Regions from separate parts of the Zea mays genome. Here region 2 is linked to region 1. A link is a contact called in public Hi-C data. All regions are on one chromosome and are shown on one strand. Each heading gives the region's core, a stretch centred on a gene start, on an enhancer-like site or on the middle of the called end of the contact. The rest is flanking DNA. Distances are from core to core; before and after follow the strand shown. Region 1 holds the start of LOC100284380. Region 2 holds the start of LOC541799 (silky 1).

What was found. A called contact is a pair of places that touch in the nucleus more often than the background predicts.
Region 2: a Hi-C map of leaf shows a contact between it and region 1, with 6 times the contacts expected there. The contact joins the promoter of LOC541799 here to the promoter of LOC100284380 in region 1. A contact is called at or near these places in 2 of 25 Hi-C or Micro-C datasets (endosperm and leaf).

What each region holds. Positions count from the first base shown.
Region 1 is chr6:94,201,424-94,209,282 of Zm-B73-REFERENCE-NAM-5.0, reverse strand. It overlaps LOC100284380, which reads right to left and starts at 3,925. Exons shown (of 2, transcript NM_001412854.1): 1 at 3,085-3,925; 2 at 2,506-2,978. The coding sequence starts at 3,701. The coding sequence ends at 2,816. LOC100285948 reads right to left here. Exons shown (of 7, transcript NM_001158837.2): 4 at 6,436-6,512; 5 at 6,299-6,355; 6 at 5,429-5,495; 7 at 4,702-5,335. The coding sequence ends at 5,216.
Region 2 is chr6:94,455,239-94,463,097 of Zm-B73-REFERENCE-NAM-5.0, reverse strand. It overlaps LOC541799 (silky 1), which reads right to left and starts at 4,831. Exons shown (of 7, transcript NM_001111481.2): 1 at 4,505-4,831; 2 at 4,300-4,366; 3 at 4,048-4,109; 4 at 3,767-3,866; 5 at 3,146-3,187; 6 at 1,065-1,109; 7 at 386-958. The coding sequence starts at 4,692. The coding sequence ends at 779.

The sequences.
Region 1 (7,859 bases), core at 2,676-5,175:
GTCACTGTCCGGTGCATACCGGACAGTCCGGTGCGATGTCCGGTGCGCCACTAAAATTCAACTCTAAAACAGTTGCTCTCGGGTTTCTGCGAAGGGAATGCCTCTTCCTACCCTAACTCTTGATTTTCAGCTGATTTTCAAATCGGTTTTCGTTCTAACTTGTGAGTGAGTTCTAGAGTGACACCTAGCACTGTATATGAGTGTGATTGTGCACCAACACTACACTAGAACTCTCTTGGTCAAACTACTCATCGACAACCCCTCTTTATAGTACGGCTAAAAGAGAATAAAAGACCTAACTAAACCGCGAGTGTCCACATCTCCTTGACACTCGGACTCCGTAGACCTTCACCTTTTGTTTCGTCGTTTTAGTCGTCGCTTCGAGTTCTTATCTCCGGGATTGTTTTCACCGTCGTAGTACTTCTACCTGTCATGCGACCTAACTTACCATTTGTCTCTGCAAAACACACGTTAGTCACATATAATATTACGTTGTCATTAATCACTAAAACCAACCAGGGGCCTAGATGCTTTCACATAGTTGCTTTGCTAAATTCTAATGGACAGTGGCTGTAGCTAAAACATTATTATCTTGATAAAAGACTACTGCATTACCACTTCTATGAGAACAATGAGATTATCTAGAAAGTTCGGTTCAAATTATAGAGTATAGCATCATAGTTGCATTTCAGGCTTTAACAGGCGTTGCTTCAGAAATTGTTCAGTAAGGAACATTTGACTCATAAATCATCAGGAATATACTGGAGCTCATCAATCATCTTTTTAAAATAGTTGACTCACCAATTTTTCTTGCTAATTTTGCAGATCAGCAGGAGATGTTTGAGAGGGAAATTGGTCGTCTTAGAATATTGTTCTAGTAGCATGTACCGCAACAACAGACTCCTACCCATAGCCGTAGTAATAGCAGAGACCTGGATTCACAATTTGCAAACATGTCTCTAAAACACAACGATCCCAGTTTAGGGCTTGACGCTGTCTCTGGCCTTTGCATTTAAGGTTCATTTGTTCCAGCTTTTGGATCCCTAAGCTTCACATAATATGTTGTCCCTTTATGCCACTCTTTGTGGTTGTTAGTAGCATCATGAGAGGAGGAGCGGTGAACGGGGGATCTCATCCCATGGTGAATAAAGCTGGAAAGGTTAATAACTGTGGATCTGATTCTTATTTCTTTCAGAATGTGCACCTGATTGTCATTCTTAGCTTGTCCATTGTTGATGCTTGATCAGTCAGAGGTGTTTCTGCTTGCAGATTGATGACTTCCATGGATCCTTGTTTCAGTTTGAAGTTAGAACACTAAGGTTCTAACCATGTGGCCCTTGTATTAGTTTGGCACATGAATGGAATGTGAACTGGTTCTCTTTAGGTTATGCCACATCCTGGAAAACCATTGTGTCAAGAGTATCAGGCCATGCCCAATAAGATGGTGTCATGGTGAGGTCGAAGGGCTGATGCAGCTCAGTTTCGTTTTATTTGTGATGTGCAGAGCAAGATATTGGATATTTTGTGTTCTCACATTTATTTGAGCACTGTATTTTTATCGCATTATGATGACAGGTGCAAGTTTATTTTAACTTCCAAGTCTCTGCTTGTGTTCAACAAGTCGTTGTAGGTTCTATGAGATTAACGGCAACTTAAAAATGATTAAGGTGCTAACATGTCTTTTAATTGGTAAAAAAGTTAAAATTACGCACAAATGAGATTCGGACTATGGTGGTGGTTGGCTCTAGACTTATATTTGCACCCACCTATACAAATCAATAGAACACATGTGTCTTTGTACTTTATACTCTTTACTCAAGCATAAAAATAAACTATAGCAACATACGGACACTTTACTATGTTCTTTAAATGGTAAAAAGGTTAAAATTACGCACAAATGAGATTCGAACTATGATGTTTGTTGGCTTACATTCACACCCAACTAAGCAAACAATAGAACACACGTGTCTTTATATTTTATACTCTATACTCAAACATAAATGTAATCCGTAGCAACATACGAGTACTTAATTTATTATTATTGTAAAGATTTGAAATATGTTTAAACAAATATCCATTTAAACAAAGCCTATCTATGTGATATATATATACTAGGTATATGCATGTGCGTTGCTACAGAATCAATATGATAAAACACATATTTTTGACATATCAATGTATTTTAGCATATTAATTCCGTAGTAACGCACGGACATATACTAGTTTAGGCTAGTTTCCTAGATCCCAATTATATCTCGCTTCTTTCTAAAAAATTATGTTGTGCAACTGTCCAAATCGGTCTTTGTTCCCCCATACCTCTGATGTCAATCTGCAATTTATATCCCCTTTTGACTTGCTATAACACCTCCTTTGTCCTCCTACTCTGTATAATTCCCGTTCTTAACATTCTTATTGTGTCCCTTTACCAAAGAGCTCCCTTTGTTGCTGAACAGATCCCCTGCACCTGAAAATGGGTTGACGAGGTTCATGTCAAAGTCTACTCTGAGATCGGTAATTCGAAGCTTTTTTTTGCCACCTCATGATCTGTGAGTGATACACGACACAGCAAACCTAATTAATTGGGATTGAGCACTGCTAACCACTAGCGGTGAGTATTATGTAAGCAAGCTCACACACAGCGGTCACAGAAGTCACGACAAGTACACACACTGTCCGGCCGGGCCGGACTGATACAGTACAGCTCAGAAGCACCAGAAAGTTGGCGCCGGCGCCGGCCGCGCCTTCTTGGCCGGCGGCGGCTGCGGGAGCTCCGGCACCGCGAACACGTCGCTGTCGCTGTTCCAAGTCCTCTCCGTCACGCACCCCTGCGTCGGGACGACCACAACGGAGGCCGGGGCCTTGTCGAAGCCCAGCGCTGCGCCGCCGACGCGCTTGCCTGGCCGGCCGCTGGCCACCACGTCGAAGAGGTCGGCATCCACGGACGGCACCTGATCGTGGCCGTCGCTGTAGCCGGTCTTCTGCTTCCGAGAACCACCGAGAGACCGATCCGTTAGCGCGATCCGGCTGTGGACATAGAATAGAAACAGAATAGAGCACGGCGAGGACGGACGGACGGGCACGTACAGATGGCGCTGAGAACGACGAGTCGTCCAAGAGAAGATCGTCGACGCGCCAGCCCGGGCAGATGTTGGTGAGGTAGTCGGAGATGCTGCTGCCGCCGCCGGACTCAAGAGACGAGGCCTTGGCCGCGCAGGCGGCGGGGACAGCGTCGGGCTCGGCGACGTCGTCGTCGTCGTCGTCAGGGGAGGGGGGCGCCTGGTCGACGAGCGCGGCGGAGAGCTTGGCCCCGACGAGGAGGAAGCGGGTGTGCTTGGCGGTGAGGTCGTTGGCGCTGTGGATGGGGTCGTCGCAGTCGGGGCACAGGATGGCGCGGTCCTCCACGCAGAACACGAGGCCCCTCCGCTCCTGCAGAACGCAACCATGTCAGCAGACAGCAGCAGCTCCGAATCAGATCCCCTCCGGCTGATCGAAGCACCGGACACCGTCACCTTGCAGACGTCGCAGAGCGGCGCGGCGGCGGCGGCGGCGGAGTCGTCGCCGCAGGGCTGGACGAGCGGGATGCGGCGGCGCTTGTCGGCGCGGTGGACGCGGCGGTCGCAGGCGGAGCAGAGCGCGGCCTCGTCAGTGCAGAAGAGCACGGCGGCCGGCGCGCCGCCGCAGACGTCGCAGAGCACCTGCATGGCGAGCCTATCGGAGACCAGCGCTCAGTCGCTCAGGAGGAGAATATGGTAGGCACTAAGCTCGCTCTCAAGCTACAGCGTCAAAGGTTGAAAAGGGGGCTGGAGAGGAACAGAGAAGAGGACATGGTGGGATGGGTGCGGCGAGAGGAAGAGGCAATAATGTAACAGAGCATGGGGGTGGTGGGATTAAATTATCCGCCATGACGGGGAGAGGCGAGATCTTGTTTGGGGAAGACGGGAAGAAATGAGGCTAAAGTTCGCCACCTGGTTTTGTGCTTCTTCGGGTTTATTAACTCGCGGATTAGACTATCTCAGCCTCTATATCTCACTTGTTATTTTTAATTTCACTATATAAACTGTGCATTTTGCATATCCTTATACATGATCTCCTGTAGCTGGAGATGGCTTTACTGCTAGCTCTCAGCCTATAGCTCAAAATTAGCTTTGTGTAATTGATTATTGTCTTCTTACTTCATAGATGTAGTATTGATCTATGTATGATGTACAATTTTGACTAAATTATATAGTGTTAGGGCATGTTTGCATCTAGAAGTTAAAGCAAAAATGACTAAAATTTAGTCACTTGGAAACTAAAAATATAAACAGAATGAGTTAAAAGTGACTAAGATAATATTTTTATTTACTATTTTATTTATTTTTAACTCTTTCTGTTTAGATCTTTATTGACTAAATTTTAGCCATTTTTGTTTTAGCTTCTAGATCCAAACATACCTTTAATCCATTTTGGCATCCGATAAAGTAACGCGATTCCCAACATAAATATAATGAGCCACTTACAGAGTCTTAGCATTCACTCAAGAAAATGCTAGAGGCTAAACCTTCTACGGTTGCACAATTGGAGGCTTGGATCCTCTTCCCTGACACTATCCAAAATTTTAGATCTTCTGTTTTTCGTGTTTTGTTACCTCTATTCACGGTTTAGACTATCCACGATATCCTCTTCATATTTCAAACTCCACTATGTAAATATTACTGTAAACATTACTGCAAAACAGTGTTTTGCACGACTATTTCTGGAGTTGGCCTTAGGGCTAGCTCTACCAGCTTCTAGCAAGATCGGTCCTACACATAACATGCGCAGCGAGTCCTCGACGGGAGCTAAAGTCCATATCTGACAGGAACAACAATCAAAAATCAAACGAGTGGGCAGAACTGATAACGGCCAGATGGCAGAGCCCAAATTGCTGGCTCCAACACAGGACGAGGCTAACACAGTTCAGGATCCCCCACAGTAACAGTGGCTTCAGCAGCTCTGGAGACCAGGCACGCTTCAGCACAGGTAAAGAATCATTTCGGATGCATTTCTTCCACGGGCAATCTATTTTTACAAGTTTGAGCAACATCTCCCTACTACCAAGTGTCCCCCTCCCCTGAGCACGTTTTGTCCCCTTTAAAAACTAGGAACAGAATTAGAACCTATTCTCTTCTTGCGGGTTTCCACGGACGGGCGACGAATATGGGTAAAACCAAAGAACGTATTTGCTTTGCTGCCTTCACATCACGATGCGGAGGACGGCGAGGCCGACGGCTGAGATCGAAACAATGGTACCTATGCAGTACTTGATGACATCGTACTTTGCTGCCTCCAACTGGGCCTTCAGTGAGTGGATTTCCTGCATATGGCCGGCAAAACATTTTGGTTGGTCTCTGATGTAAACGATGACACGGAAAGCATGGGCATGCGGCCTTAGTTTACTACCACTCACCTTGTCAAGCTTTGTGGTAAGCTCAGTGGTTTCCTCATTCTGCTTGGCAAGCTCATCACGTATGCGCCTGGAGCATGGTTTCAATCAGGTGCCATAATCACACACATGACAGTTTTAGCTCAAAAAGGCATGATACTAAAGAAAACATCTACCGCTGTCCAGTTATTCAGAACTATAACACACTAGTGTAAAAGTGTAATCCATCAGAAGAGACTAAAGAATCCTCAATGGCTTGTTCGGTTAGGGGTGGATTGAAGGGTTGTAGAGGATGGCATTTAATCCCCTCAAATCCCCCTCAATCCACCTCAAACCGAACAAGCCCTAAGAAGGCTTAAGGGAGACTGGAGATGTCCTAAAAAAGTGAGTTTTCCTTACATTAAATCAAGGTGCAAAACATCACTAGAAACTATAGCGCACATGTCAACACGTCATTGTGTGTTCATGATCTAAACATCGTACACTGCTGAGTGCTGACCAACAGATGATTGCATATAAAGAGAACTAGGAGCATCTCAACCAAAGGCATATGACAAAACCACCATATTGATTTTTTGAAAACATTAGAATTATAGATTGGCCCACACACCTTAAAACTTGAACATGAATGCCTTTTCATATGAAAGGTGAGCAATGATAACTAAATAAGCAGTCCAAGTCAGATACCTGAGACCCAGAATTGTAGCCAAGATCACTATAACTTTCTCTATAAGAGCAAGTTAATCATTCTTTGTTGTGTTTGTTCCATACACAAATCTATAGAAAGTATTGATTCTTATGTTTTACTGATCAGTGCAAAGCTGGTAGCCAGATAATGGGAAAAGAAATGGACAGTGTAGAGAGGCATATCTAAATAGAGACAAATGATCTTACCCTCTTTCAAGATTCAGATCCAATCGCTGTCCTGCGGTGACCTTGTCGATCTCATACCTGTTTCACACAATGAACAATTAGACTGAGTATGTTCATTCAGATTCCTGACATAACCAGCTCTTGAACTTAACACTGACTTCAGTTCACTCCTCATCTTATCAATATCTCCGCGAAGTTTCTCAGTCTCCCGCTGTAGTAAAGAGAAATGGTTTTCCTACAGAAAGGAAATGACCTTTTTAAGAGGTTGACCAACAGTTTTGAATACTGAAAATGTAAAGAGAAAAGCAGCAAGATGAGGACATGTGAACTGCAATCCATGCAAACACAATGCGAATAGGCAAGAACTATTTTTAGGTTAGTGGTTTCAATTATCAAATCGAAATCTGCAGTTATGTAGCACTAGGTTCAGCTAAAACATCGCAGAGCACACAACAACAACAACAATGCCTTTTATCCCAACTCCCAAACTGGGATCACAATGAGAAAAATCCAGCACCATGCATACAAATCAGAGTATTAGATATGTAATTCCTGACTCTTAAATCCTAGACAGAATTCTGGAATCCCACTCTCTGAAAGAGAGTTATTTCTCTCGAAAAATGCATCAGATTGTTCCTCCAAACTAGATAATGGATAGAACATCCCAGGTAAAATGACAATTAGTAGTTCCATATGATTGCAGATGAGCAGAAAAAAATGATCCGCATATACATCTAACGTTAGGTGATCACAAACCCTAAAAAGTATAAATATATCTCAGAAATAATGCATGGTAAGATGAACGAAACATTAGATAATAAGTCCAGACACTGAGCACAATCAGCAAAACATCTTGAAGTTCAGAGCACACCATAAAATATTAAAATATCAGCTACTCAATTGGACAGGGAGTAGGGATAAACTTAACACAACATTAATGTTTCTCAAGACTAATTTCCAAAAACATTATTAAAAAACAGTAGACCAGGATTTGTAATTCCTGTGGCTAAAATTTGAAGACTCTAATGTGTTCCGATCACTAGGCATCTGTTATACTTGGCATTCAAGCTATCTGGAAGTACCAATAAATATTTTATTGGATAAGAATAGAATGTATGATAACAGAATTCTCTTCTGCATAGCAAAGTCAAAGTATGGAGTGCATAATGACATGGTACGGAACTCTAAAAATGCGGGTGCTAGCTTCTGGGACTCTGGGAGCGCCTCTGGAACCAACAGGCCACAAGTTTGAAACTAATTGTTGAGAATAAGTGGTATGATGCATACATAAAAACAACCTTAACTAATTCAGATGTCCATGTCCGTGTTATAGTACAAATAGTGGTTTTTGAAAAGGAAGATTATTCTATTCTCCCCAACTTTACTGCTGGCATGCCAAGGGTATATGAGATAAGACACCTCTCCAAAGGCTCAGATAGGTATCGTTCATCCCTTACCATGGATACTACACTAACATTTCACATGGATGTAAACTGATTTGAGAAATGGCCCTGTAACCAATACAAGGCAAGCAGTACATCTTTTAAGCCTGAACTAATGTAACTTGATGACTTGAGATTAA
Region 2 (7,859 bases), core at 3,582-6,081, 250 kb before region 1:
AACAGTGTTTTTTTTTGTGTTAGAGGTCATTTTTGTTGTTCTACATCTATTTTTCACAAGACAACATGTTAAATATTAACACAACAACTTGTATTGTTTTTTTGTATATTAGTTTTTTCTCTCTATTTTTAGAGAAAAAATCTGCGTGTTTATTATGACCATTAGATCTTGATCTAGTGAATATGAGATGTGTGTGTTTTGTGTTTGCAAAACACACATATTTTCCTTAAAAGAAATCTGCGTGTTTTTTCAGCTAAAAACACACGTGTGTTTTTCGGGCAAAAATTGCCCATGTGCTGTATAGACAGCCCCTAATTTTATAGGCATCAACATGTGATACTATCTTAACCATTATCTAAAAATGTACTATGTGAACACTGGTTAAGTCTCACGAATGTAGATATAATTTCACGTGATCATAACAAAGTACAGCCATTTCACACAACAATTACAATCATAAACAACATGCATGGATGCAGATGAACAGGACCCATGCATACAATACACACATGTCTACGAACGCCAAAAGCACAGACGACGACGACATGCAAGCTAAGGGCGCGGTAATTAATCGGTTGATTCGTACACACGCGGTAGCTAAGCTACCAGTAATTGGGTTTGCAGTATGCAGTAGATTTTATTGGCTATTACAGTACCTCGGTTGCATTGCATTGCTTACTTGCTTTGTTGACGGACGATGCATGAGCGAACTAACCAACCAGCTTGCATTGCCATGCAGTAGGATCGAGCAGCACCACCCAGCATGGTGATGGATGCGCTAGCCCAGGCGGAGGTCGTGGAAGCCGTAGGCCATGCCGTGCAGGTTGGGCTGGCTGGGCACCACGCGGAAGGCGTACATGTCCGGCGGGGCGCCGCCCAGCGCCGCCGCCGCGCCGTCCCAGGCGACGCCGGCGCCCGTGTTGTCCACGTACCCGAACGCCGGGTCCTCCCGCATGCCCTAAAGGAGTCCAAGAAGCTCGTGGATTAATTAGACGTACACATCGATCGACCAGCGCTAAGCTTATTAGCGGAGATCTATCATCAGTATGTAATGAAAAACGCACTAGCTCCTGCTGCAGGTTCTTGTACGCCTCGTGCGAGTGCTTCACCTGCAATGTACGTATGCGCGCACAGCACATACGAGCAGTGTAATTCAGCAACAATGCAAGGTCGATCGATTGAATCGTATCAAAGGAAAAAGCCGCTCTATAGAATACATGTATATTAAACACAACAAATAAACCATGCATGAGGCCTTATTCGGTTATTACTACACCACATAGATAGGATAAAATTGAAAACAAAACAGTAGAGATTTTAACTTGTTATGGATTTAAACTTACCCAATCCACATGTATTAAGATAAGTAACAGGCCCTGAAGTGGCTCAATTCATGAGAAATTGATTAAAAAAAGGTCCTCTTCGTTTGCTCAGACATTCTTACTGCATTTTGTTTTTGAACAAACATATATATATATATATATATATATATATATATATATATATATATATATATATATATAGCTGCAATGTATATTACATACTAGTTATGATTGTGGGAGTGGAAGAACAGGCATACTATGAAACTGATAGCTCAAAAGAAAGGGTAAGCAGCTAGCTATTTGCATATATCTCATGGACAACATTTCAGTGATATATATAGAGAGAGAAAGAAATATTTGGGTGATTTGGAGATGAGCTGGATGCAACGTACATGTTTCAGTCAATATACACAGTACACATGGCTGTGTACGTATTGACAGACTACATACATTCAGTAACAATCAAGCAAAAGTACTTCCACACTAATTAATGAGTCCCATTTCCATACCTCTGCAAATCATAAAGCCTACACCCTCGGTCCTCATCTGTGGGTGCATATCATGCCACGGTGCAACACCATAAAAATCAGCGCTTAACATGCTACTCCCAGCTGATAGCTAGTAGCACGGGGACCAAATAAGCTAGCATGTCATGATCTGTAGGCGGCATGCAGCCTTAGCTAGCTAGCTAGCTAGACACGCAGACGACGACGCATGCGTCGTATGCATGGATGCTCCAACACACTACAGAGTCCTTGCTCGTGCTCAATTCATCCTAGCTTCTAAAAGACAGAGGCCAATGCGCCTACTGATTGGATACAGCTAGCGCTTTGCATATATACATGTGTGGACGAGTGCATCGAGCACATGAGATGGGCCAAGAGATCTAGCGGCCGGTTCTCTACTACAACGTGGAGCTACCTTCAGTAGAGCGCCTCAGATGCTGATTGACATGGGGGAAAGGAGTAGTTGAGTGTGGAAATGCACAGACATGCATGGTAATGTACACTGGACAACAGCTAGATAGGTTGCTGATTTTCGGTTTGAGGCGTGGTGGTGCCTGTCGGATATTTGCTTTCATCACTACTTGAAGAGTCAACAAACGTGCAAGGATAATTTTTCAAGTGTCTGCTCGGTTCTGTTGCTATATTGTGTTAAGAGAAGTGTTGGCAGGGATATTTATTTATTTGTAAGCAAATTATCAGCTGTTTCTATCTTATTTTAAAAGAATCCATGCTTAAATAAGACATAAGAAAAGCTGGATATAATAGCCTAAAAAGAGAGAGAGAAAAGGATGATGAACATAAAACTATGCATTGGCTAGTGTTGTGAGAGCTGTTTTGGAAACGTTTCTATGACCAACATATCAAATCAAGAAACTGGTCACATGTGAAAGGTAAAGAACTAAAGGAGGAACTAGGTATATTATTATTAAACCCATTATTATATATAGATCGATATGCAGGTAAATAAATTTCTGTTCTGTACCAAATTGGGGGCAGCTAAGCTAGCTCTCAAACTTGCCCAATTGACGTATAAGAAAATCTATGTACTTAGCCGATAGAGACCGTATCTTATGAGCAAGGAGCCCTGCTGCTCCCATGAGCAAAATCAATCTAGATCACACTCTCTACATCCAACGGTGCTGCGTCAGAGGGGGTTTTTGTAAAATGTACAGAGTTGCAAAGAATATTTTATAAAACCCCCTGACGCAGCACCGTTGGATGTGGAGGGTGTGGTATGGATTGATTTTGCTCATGGGAGCACTAGCGCTCCTTGCGCATAAGATACGGTCTCTAGCCGATAATGCTAGATTTTCTTACCTTTTTCTTGTAGGTATCAGTCTGCGTGCTGATCACATGGTACTGAAAAATCAAACGAGAGAAGGGATCAGCAAAAGAGGTAGGTAAGTAAGACTAAAACATGGACATGATGAGATGAAATTATTCAAGATTCTAAAAAAATTACTAGTAGCAACAATTTTCTTTTTCCCCACCTTTAATTTTCTTTTGAGAACAAGATCTAATTCTAGTAGACCAATAGAAAAATATTGAATCAGGGCTAAATGTTTTTGTTTAAGGTAAAAAAAGAAAGAAACTTTTATTTGACAGGACTTAATTAGATGCATTGACACTGGGACTGAATTAGTGTACAAGAGATGAATCTATCTCTCCCAGTAAAGAATCCTAAATCTCCTTTTTTTTAACTGCGAACAACACGCCAGAGAGATCTATCTAATGACGGCTTCAAAAACAAGATTCAAAGCCGAATCAGAAGGCATGAACAAAGATCTACCAGCAGCAAGGAGCATGAAATATGAACAGATCTGAAGAGCGCATCATCAGCCCGCAGAAGAGATAATATGACAGATCTATACCTAACTAGCTAGGACTAGCTAGGGGAGTCAGAAAAAAAAAACGCAAGAGATTAGGGTTTGTACGTGCCTTCCTATGGCGAACCTCCTTGAGAGCCGCGTCGACGTTTTGCTCGAGGCCGCGCAGCTCGTCGAAGTCCAGACTGTCCAGATCCTCGCCCATCCTTTGCCTGATTGATGAGCACAGCAGCACACAAATCAGCAAGCCTGTGTGCTCGGAGCTAATTCATGTAAACTCGCGGATCCATCCCTCGTAGTATACGGGGACATCTCGCTCAGAAAATCCACATGCATATGAGGAATAAGCACAGGAAGAGGAAAGTGGCGGTTGTTCGTCCGTGCTGTGTTGACCTAATCTCTGTGCGCAGACCACGATTGATGTCCTTGAGATGGCTCAGCGTGCGCTGCATATTCTGCAGAGAGATCAAAACCAATAAAGCATGGAAAATCGTTTAGAGCTTTAGATCTCATCATCTCATGGACATGTGGATAAAGCAGCGAGCGAAGCAAAAGAGAGGAGGCGGCGGCCAGCAGCAAGCAAGGAAAGGAAAGGAAAGGAAAGACACAAGGGGCCGGGGAAACGAATATGGCTGACGGACGGACCTCATACTGCTCGATCCATAGGCTGGTCCCGATGGCCTGCTGGTACCGGTCAAAGATGGTCTTGATGCTGCGATTGAACCAACCAACCAACACACACGCAGATCGATCAGCCAGCGAATTGAAGCAGCGCGCGGAGGCCAGGAGGAGGGAGGGGAGATGGAAGAGGAAGAGCAGGCACTAGTGCACTACTGAGTAGAGTACTGACTCGGTTCCGGGGCTGCAGAACTCGTGGTACTTGCCGGTGGAGGAGAACATGATGATGGCGACCTGGGCGTCGCAGAGCACGGTGAGCTCGCGCGCCTTCTTCATGATCCCCGTCCGGCGCTTGGAGTAGGTCACCTGGCGGTTGGTGGCGTTCTCGATCCGCTTGATCTCGATCTTGCCGCGCCCCATCGTCGCCGCCGCCGTCCCGGGGGGGCGCTCCGCCTCCAGCGTCTCGATCCGGATGGGACTTGGGAGTTGGGAGAGGAGAGAGAGACCTGGAGAGTTAGGAGGATGCAGCTAGCAGAGCTGTCTGAGCGAGCAGCACAACAGGCCGGTGCTGCCGCTGCCGCTGCTAGCTAGGTGGTGGTAATAAGGAGAGGAGGGGAGGCGGTGGTGCCAAGGAAGCAAGCAAGGACAAGGCGTGTGCGTGTGCATTTCGGGGTGGCGAGGACGGGGCGCGGTGCGCGGCGTGGACGGGGACAGCTGCCCGATCCGTGAAAGGCGTGGGGCACCGTGCCCGCCCGCCCGCCCGCGTGCCGTATTGTGGGTGCCGTGCAGTGCCCGCCCGCGCCCGGCCCCTGTGATCTGACGCGGCGTGGGTGTAAGCGCCGGCCGGCTGGGTCGATCTCGGCGCGTTTCCAATCAATCCACCGTGCCGTCCGTCGGTCAGCCGTGGTGGCGGCTTTTGGCACAACGGTTAGCACGGTTTTGGCTTCCGGATCCTCTTCTCCGGCACACTCCCTCCTCCTTTGCTTTCTCTTCTTCTCTTGGCCTCCTCCTTTTGCACCGGCTGTCAACTCTCGATCACACACCTCCTGCTAGCAGGTAGCAGCTATCGTCTACCTCCTTGTTAGCTACCTAGCGTCGTCACGTCACCTCACCGGCATCAAATCAAACCGCTCGCTCGGTCGCTCTACACAACCATGCATTAATTACCGGGCCATGATTACATGCATGATCAAAGTCTGTTTGGTTCTACTCCAAGTGACAACTGACAAGCTAGTTTAGATGTACTCCACTGTTAAGTTAGCGGGTAGAGAGAAGGTGGATTGAAGAAGAAGAACTAGAAGAGGGAAGAGTTGGGCGAAGGAATCAGGTTTATGTTCTTCGTTACCTCTTCCGGTCTGACTTTCTCCTTATATGGCAACGACGCCGTTCTATTACACGGCACATGGCCCAATTGTAAACGCCACAGCAACTATTACACGACCTAAGTTGGCTCAAGATATTTTGGGTTCAGCTTATTCACACGCCTCAGCCTGTTCACTTAAACTCAAACTTCCCGCGCTTTCTCTTCATCAGTATTCAGGTTGTGGTTGCCTTCAGTTTCATCAGCCTGCGCCGCTCCGCTGTCCACATTTCCCCCCCCCCCCCGCCTTGGAAGACTGCTTGCCCCCAAGCCGGTGCTTCAGGAAACCGAGAACAGAGAGCCACAACATCTTCCCAAGTTGCTAAAGAGTCATCCATACCGGACCAGACCACTTTGATGTGTGCTACCAGCTCACCCCCGCACTCAATCATCCTGCGCTGCAGCACTCAGATGGGCACCTGAACTAGCCTGAGATCATCAGGCAATGAAGGAACTAACACTTGGTTGTGACCAACCGCTTTCTTCAGTTGAGAAACGTGTATGACTAGATGGTTAGAACTAGTAGAAGGCAGCTGCAAGAGATAAGCCACTGGTCCCACTTTAGCCAAGATTTGGTAAGCTCCAAAGAATTTGAATGCCAGTTTTTTATTGACAGGTGTAGCCACGGAGGACTGAATGTATGGTTGCAATTTCAAATACACCCAGTCACCCACATCGAAATGCCTCTCTGATCGATGTTTATCAGCCTGCTTCTTCATTCTATCCTGTGCACGAGTCAGATGTAACTTAATGACCCGAATCATCAACTCCCTTTCCTTCAACCATTCCTCCAACTCCATGTTAGTAACCACTGCTTTGGATGAAATACCAAAGTGACGAGGAGCATAACCATATAAAACCTCAAATGGGGTGCGCCCAAGTACGGAGTGAAAAGAAGTATTATACCAATACTCGGCGACAGACAACCATTTAGACCACTTCACTGGGAAGGCGTGCACAAAACAGCGCAAAAAATGTTTCCAAACATTGGTTTAACCTCTCGGTTTGACCATCCGATTGAGGATGACGTGGTATCCTGGCCCCTAGGATGGTGATATCCTGGCCCAAGGCTTAATAGAATTAATAGAGTATCCATAACAACAAGGTGCATCTTCTTTTTTGGAAGCCTATCTCGAAAGAACCTCCAAGTTAAGCGTGCTTGGCTTGGAGCAATTTGGGATGGGTGACCGACTGGGAAGTTTTTCTTGGGTGCGCATGAGTAAGGACAAAGTGTGCACAAAAGACTCGTGCTGGTCTGTGGGGACAGTATATGATCCTAGAGAGCTGCCAGGAGTAAGTATCGCTGGTCCAGGTATTGGACGAGGTGTTACAGATTAGGGCTGGAAACGAGCCGAGCCGAGCTCGGCTCGACGTGGCTCGGTGCAGCTGCGAGCCGAGCCAGGCTCGGCTCGGTCATTTTGCGAGCCCGACCTAGAGGCTCGGCTCGGCTCGGTAACGGCTCGCGAGCCGGCTCGAGCCAGCTCGCGAGCCTCACACTAAATCACGTTTAGAGTATAAATTATATATTTTTTATTATATATAAGATAAAAAAAATTATGTATTATATATTTTTAGACTACAATATAAGTGTATCACATATCAAGTTTAAGAAATTCAATAAAATAGTTCAAAACATAACAATAATATGGTATAATAGTATACTTGACGTTGTTAGCTCGGCTCGCGAGCTGGACCGAGCCGGCTCGGCTCGGCTCGCAGTTCTGGCGAGCTACAAAATCAGGCTCGGCTCGGGCTCGTTTTGGCTCGCGAGCCGGCTCGAGCCGAGCCGAGCCTCACCGAGCCCGAGCCGGCTCGTCGAGCCCGAGCCAAATTTCCACCCCTATTACAGATGATAGGCCAAAGACATACACAACCGTGCATCAGTCAACTGAAACAATTGTTGCCAAAACAAACTGGTGAAGATTCGATCCCGATCGGAAATAATATTGGTTGGCAACCCGTGTAGTCGATAGACTTGATCCAAGAACAACTTAGTCACCTTAGGAGCAGTGAAGGGGTGAAGCAATGGAAGGAAATGTCCATATTTTGAGAACTTGTCAATAACCACTAGGATACAATTGTAGTTAGCGGATCTAGGTAGTCCCTCAATGAAATCAAGTGATATAGTGAGCCAAGTATGATTAGGCACTGCAAGAGGCTGCAATAACCCTAGGTATCGAGCTCTATCAGGTTTTGCCCACTGGCAAACAACACAAGCCTTCACATA